2 separate regions of the Mus musculus genome follow, and region 2 is linked to region 1. A link is a contact called in public promoter capture Hi-C data. All regions are on one chromosome and are shown on one strand. Each heading gives the region's core, a stretch centred on a gene start, on an enhancer-like site or on the middle of the called end of the contact. The rest is flanking DNA. Distances are from core to core; before and after follow the strand shown.

Region 1 (3,134 bases), core at 10-2,509:
CCCAACCCCACCCCTCTAGTTCAGAGCCCTTTTCAAGGCCAACAACCTGACTGGAGGCTCCAGGGCTGTTTACACACTTTCAATAGGAAAGAGTAGTCATTGTCCTGTCTCTTAAATGGGACACTAGAAATGCCTCTGAAATGCCTGTTCTCAAAAATGCTAACCCAAAAGGCAGAAAATTCCATTTAAACAGAAGACATCTTAGATTCCCCCAAACACCTGCCCTTAATTAGTTAATGGATTTATTTCTGTAGGCTTTCTGAGACAGTATTTCTCTTTGTAACAGTCCTGGCTAGCCAGGTTGGCCTGGAACTCACCAGACCTACCTGCCTTTGCCTCCCAAGTGCTAGAATTAAAGATGGCCCTTGCTATACTTAGTCTCTGCCTGTCTAAAGCCCAGGCTGACTCTCTCTACTCTACTTCACTAGTGTTGGTATTAGGTACAGGCCACCATGCCGGGCTCTCAGCATCAGGACTATCAAACTGATACTTGAGGGTGTTTACCACTCTTGTGAACAAGATTGAAACCAGCAGTGGCTGCCTTAATGCTGACTGAGCTCAAGAAAGTCACTCCAGGGAACTGTAAAATCTCCTATCCCCAGTGACCCACACCCACATGAAACTGCCTTCTGCCCAGCAACAGAACCTGTCTAGACTGCTCTGCCTCCAATCCAAAGTCCCAGTTCCTTAGGAAGAACTGTCCAGAAAGCAGAAGCTTCGAGCAGTATCTATACCAAGGAGCAGCCCATAAAATATCTCCTTCCGTTTTCCAAGGGTGAGGTGGGGCTGAGGCAGAGGAGGAGCAAGAGTTTCAGCCCAGCTTGGACCATAGAGAGCCTGCGGGCAGCCAGTGCTGCCTAGTGGGACACTAAAGGAAACCCAGACAATTCTCACTATGCACCTTATAAGTTCTTCTGTGAGGTGTTTCCATTTAAATAAAACCTCGACCGGACAAATGCAAGTTGCTCTACCACAGAAGGACGTGCAAACAGAAAGGAAAACTCTAGAACAAAAGCGAGAGCTTTCCCAACCAGCCCGGGGCTGCTCCCTCCCCCCTCCTCCCCCACCGACCCATTGCTGCAGTTCCGAGCCCAGTGCAGGCAGAGCAGCAGCGGCCTGAGGGCCAGATCTGGTGCAGGACCTACCTAACAGGAGAGCTGAGGGACGAGCAAGTCCGCACGGTCCAGATCACCACACAGCAAAGCGGCCAGAACGACTGTTAAAATATCGCTTGACTGCCCCGCCCAAGCCTCCGAGCCACGTGATAGCCCAGCTGCCTGGGGCCGCTGAACCCTGTGCTGGGCTGGACTGGGACTCTGGGGCCACTCATTGGGGATGAGGGCGTGGGAACCCCAACCTGGTGCCACAATATCGGGGGCCTCCTTGGTTTCCTGAGCCCAGTGCCCTGAGATCCCAGATCAGTACAAGAAGAGCAGGAGCCAGCCGGGGCGAGGCCTTCTGCTGTCTGACTTAGGTCAGGGGTCCTGAAAGCTGCATTGCAAAGATGCAGGGCGTCTTGGGGTTTTGGAAAATGCAGACAAATTAACCAGAGTCTTCAGAAAAGACCACTTCAAAACTGGAAGTTCGGGTTCTAACCTTTTACTTTAAGTCAAGAAAGTTACAAAGATGTGTGGAATTCCAACACGTTAATGACCTGTAGGGACTTCTGGTTTACTGCTCTATGGATGTAAACAATTCATCCATGGGATGTGGCGGCTCTGGTCTGTAATCCCCAGCCAGCACTAGGGAAATTGCGGCAGGAGGATTGTTGTGAGTTCTAGGCCAGAAAAAATACCGTTCTCAAAGAGAGACAACTTATCAAAAGCTTCTAATTAAAAGGTTGATCTGAATTTCCACAAGCAAAGCTTGAGCCTCTCTTCTGTGTTTTCTTTAGTAAAACAATTCCAAATTGCTCCTTAGTGATATCAGCCAACAACTAAGGAAGATGGCCAACTTTATCGTGACTTATGCAATATTTTTAAGTGGTCTGAATCATTTTTTAATCCTTGTCGAGAGGGCAGGGACGTGAACTGGGTTATTTGATCTTGAAAGTTGTACAGCCATCTGGAGTCATAAGGGTTCAGGGAATTTCTTTCCTGGAAAAAGATACAGGTGCAGGCCTTCTAGTTCCTTGCAAGGGAAACTAGAAGGAACAGTTGAAGATAGGAAGGAAGCTCTTGTGCCCTAGCTACATAGATCCCCTGTCACCAGAATATGTAATAAGAGCAACAGCAACAGTGCTGGGCCCTACTAACCGGGGCTTGTGGAAGGTGCCTTTGGAGCTATGGAATTTGAACTCTGGGCAGCACTCACCTCCACGTCAATCATTTCCCCAAAGTTGCATACACACAAGCGCTGCTTACTTTTTCAAAGGTCCAAAGAGCCAAACTGGCTTCATTAATATGTGTGCCTGAATCAATCCATTGCAGGCACTGGAAGACACCACCGTATAATTATAAAGGAAAAAGAAAAAGAAGAAATGTCTGGAAGTCCAAAGATGCTCTGGATGTTTTTATTAAAGATTGTGTTTTACATGCGTATGCATGTATGTATGTATGTATGTATGTATGTATGTATGTATGCCACATCTGTGCAGATGTCATCTGAGACCTTTTAGAAAAGGACATTGGATTGCTAGGAGCTGAAGTTTAGCTGATTGTGAGCCAAAGCACTCAGGAGACTGAGACAGGAGGATTACAGGTTTGAGACTAGGTTGAGCTACATAGTGAATACCAAACCAGGCAGGCTACACAGCAAGACACTGACCCCACCAAACCAAACCAAACCAAACCACCCCACAATTCTCCTTCTGATAGTGATGATGATGTAAAAATGAGAACAATCAACTACATCCTTTTTTTAAATTTAATTTTATTTTTTGGTATTATTCTAAGTCAGAGGTTCTCAACCTGTGGGTCATGGCTCAGGAGTCTAACAACCCTTTCACAGGGGCCGCCTAAGACTATCTGCATAGCAGATATTTACATTTCGGTTCATAACAGTAGCAAAATTACAGCTAAGAAGTAGCAACAAAATAATGATACAGTTGGAGGTCACCACAGCTGTTTTAAAGGGTGACAGCAATAGGAAGGTTGAGAACCACTGCTCTAAGCAAATATTTGATCTGTCCACCG
Region 2 (3,350 bases), core at 633-3,132, 1.8 Mb after region 1:
GGGGCATAAAGTTTGTCTGTCATTCAGTTACTGGCCATCTCCAGCTACCCTAAGTCTGGGGATGAGTACGCAGTGGAGGAATTTTATTAATTTCTCATTGCTCTGCACAGAATGTCAGGCTGGAACTTACAGACTTTTCAAAATGTGTTTAATTTATGAGTTTTGTGCAGAACCAAAATGGAACATTCCAAAGATAGGTTTTTGCTTTCAGAGCAAACTGGCAGCTCTGGGGCAAGACAGGCCCCTCTCGCCTGGTCTCATCTTCTCCCTTTAAGTCTGAAATAGTTAAGTATACTTATGGAAAAACAAACTCCAGAGACGTGAATGGTTCCAGATGCAGGATGCAAGAAGTTCAAAATGAAAATCAGTGAGGCCAGATGAATCCAGGGATAATAGTTAGAAATCGAAACCATTTAGGAGTGTTTACCTTTCCCAAATGAGAAGAATCTGACTGTCATATTTGCCAGTATCCATGAGTGGCCACAGAACTGAATTAAGTAATAGATGAAAAGATATACATTCTTCCTATACCTATAAATACAGAAAAATGCCATTAAACACATCTTTTAATGTAATGTACCAGTCAAACTGAGCAAGCAAAAGAAAACTGTTCCAGGTCAGAGTTCTATATTGGGGTCTTTCACTGGGTTGTCCCTCCAAACCCATGAGAGTCCGATGGGATGAATTTATCTAACAAGAGTATGTTGACTGAGATTGCTTAAAACCAAAGGTAGTTCTTTTCCACACTTCATTCTCATCTTTGATAACATTCTAACCTTGTTTCTCTAACACTTTCAGCCACTATGAGAAAAGCTTTGAAAGTTGAAGGGGACAGGGAAGAAACACTGACGCAAAGGGACTGATTTGGGCAGCTTGAACTCCAGTAGCTCAGCTTGCCAAATTAACTTGAAAGAGCTGGCTTACAGTTATCAAAGGGGAGTGGTCACAATTGGATTATGACTCAGTCATTGAACACACCTGACTTTTGTGATTGGGGTTGCACTCTCGTTCTTCCTGGCCCTGCCTCCTGTTGTATTTTACAAGGGAAGCTAGTTCTCTCCATCAAATGCACATAGAAAGCAGTTTAGTTGCTCAGCCAAAAAAAAAAAAAGGAAGTCAAGCTGAGTGTAAAGCTGTGTGTGTGTGTGGGTTCCTGGGGAGAGGACAGCCAGGGTGTAAACTGAATTTAAAAAAGAAGATTGGTGATTCTTGGTTTGAGGAGCTGGAAAAGGAGGTGAAGGGCTTCCCGGTGTGCACAAGGATGTGTAGAGTGGCCTTGTTAGTGTTAACAATGACTTCTCTTAGTTGGAAACTTCTGAGAAACAAGATATATAAGCAAACTCTATGGAGCAGTCAACAGATGACCAAAACTGCTATAGGGGTTAAAAGGGGAAAACTGCAAGCCAATCAGCATCACCAGGCTTCAGGTAAGCACTCCCCCCAGGCCCTAGTTTCCCTGGAATCTGGCCTGTGACAGATGCTGCTGCTACAGGATGCTGTCAAAATCACCCTGTGCCAAAATCTAGGGCGCAGCAAGGACAAGGAAGAGAAGAACTTGTGGGAGCGCACAAAGAGAAGAGGTGGCCTTGCAGCCCACCCTTCCATTTCCTCATCTCCAAAACTAAAAAACCGAAGGAAACAGCAAAGCCTCTGTCCTGAGCTATGGAGGAGAAAATGCAATCCACTACCAGGCAGAAGGAGCAGTGTTAAACAGTCAGGAGCTTCGCGGGAGTGAAAGCCGATGGGTGGGCTTCTGCCCAGTTCCCTGGCCCCTCCCTCCCCGCAGCCCCCTAATCCTACCTGGGCTGCAGCCAGGCTGGCAGCACCGAGGGCCCCATGGGCCACAGTCTGCTCCTCTGGCACCTCCGGGAAGCAGCAGGAGTGGGCTGGGAAAGCGGTAGGGGCGGGACGCCTCAGGCTGGGCTCGGGAAGGGCGGGGCCTCAACACACTCAGCAAGTTTTGAAAAAAAGCAGAGGTCAGGAGATGGGCAGGAGATGAAAGTCAAATTCCTGCCATGCTGCCCTAGGAGAGCTGGCCAGGCATAGAAAGTATGCGGGATGAACAAGCACATCCGCCCGAGGCTTTCCAAACTGATCCCAGGCTACTGATCTGTGGCTGGAGACCCCTAAGTTCACCTGCCTATACTCTTAACTGGATATAACTAGCTCTAAGGTTGCATGATCCTCAGGGTGGCCAGGGCCTTTCTTAGAAGCCCTAAGGTAGGAGAACGGTTCAGGAAGGAAAGCTAAGGGCAAATGGCCCAATATCTGTTCAAACATGAGCCAGAGCCCTCCAGAAATCCATCCCTGACACTTAGAGACCTGGGTGGCAGTGGTGTGCATAAATGCTTTTGTTCATTTAAGTTAATGTCATTTATTTAATGTTTAATGTCATTAAGTTAATGTTATTCGCTTAAGTTAATGTCGCTGCCCATGGCCAACACTCCCACACATCTTTTCCTGGTTTCTTGGGACAATGGCATCCCATCTCCTAGACAGAGTGACCCACCTCCTGGGTTCGTGAAGATCAGATTCCAATTATTCTGTTCTACCAGGTGAAGAGAACAAAACAGCTCCCCAAAGTATTTTCCCAAAAAAAAAAAAAAAAAAAAAAAAACCACCGCCACCACCAAAAAAGAAAAAGAAGAAATGGGAAAAAATAAAGAAAAAAAAAAGAAAAGAAAAAAACTCCCCCAAAACCCACAAGTGGAACAGTTACATATAGTTGCTGGAGTTGGAAGGTAGTGCTTCCATCTTACCAAAAAGGAAGTTGAGGCCTTAAGAAATATTGTCACTCACCACAGGTCACACAGCTGATAAACAGCAGGGTTAGAAGTTACAGTCAGCAATTTTTCTTCTTGGGTCATGGTTTCCTTCCTCATAGCTGTCACAGAGTCTGCCTCTTAGATGTCCCACTGTTCCGTGTCTCCCCGCCCCCCACCAGGGGCCAGCTCCTCTGTAGCCTCCGTTCCTTCTCAAGCCCCTTGGCAGAGGCTGCACTGTCCTCTCAACTGTCTCCATTGTCTCCTGTACACTGGCCTTCATGGCAGTGTAGGAACAAATTCATGTCACGTGGTCGTTCACACCCGTAACCCCAGCACTCTAGAAGCCGAGGTGGGGAGCTGATTCCGCCTTCAGCATCAGCCTGGGCTACACAGTGAGTTCCAGGCACCCTGAGTACAGAGGGAGACCCTATCTGGAGGGGTGGAGGGAAGGGGGTGCATTTTCAGATCTCTAACCCCAGAGTTTAGAACCCCTCTTTTAAACACCCCCCTCAAACCTTTGTCATCTGCCATCAACATCCAGGGCCCTATCTCATTTCCTATCACCCTTTTGCTCCATGTACCTTA

The links. Promoter capture Hi-C pulls out the DNA fragments that hold promoters and counts their contacts.
Region 2: a contact with region 1 is called in a promoter capture Hi-C map of hippocampal neurons, with 7 times the contacts expected there. The contact joins the promoter of Hacd4 here to the promoter of Plin2 in region 1.

Annotation. Positions count from the first base shown.
Region 1 is chr4:86,668,800-86,671,933 of GRCm38.p6, forward strand. It overlaps Plin2 (perilipin 2), which reads right to left and starts at 1,260. Exons shown (of 8, transcript NM_007408.3): 1 at 1,146-1,260.
Region 2 is chr4:88,437,033-88,440,382 of GRCm38.p6, forward strand. Hacd4 (3-hydroxyacyl-CoA dehydratase 4) reads right to left here and starts at 1,883. Exons shown (of 7, transcript NM_025760.5): 1 at 1,801-1,883; 2 at 428-531. The coding sequence starts at 1,838.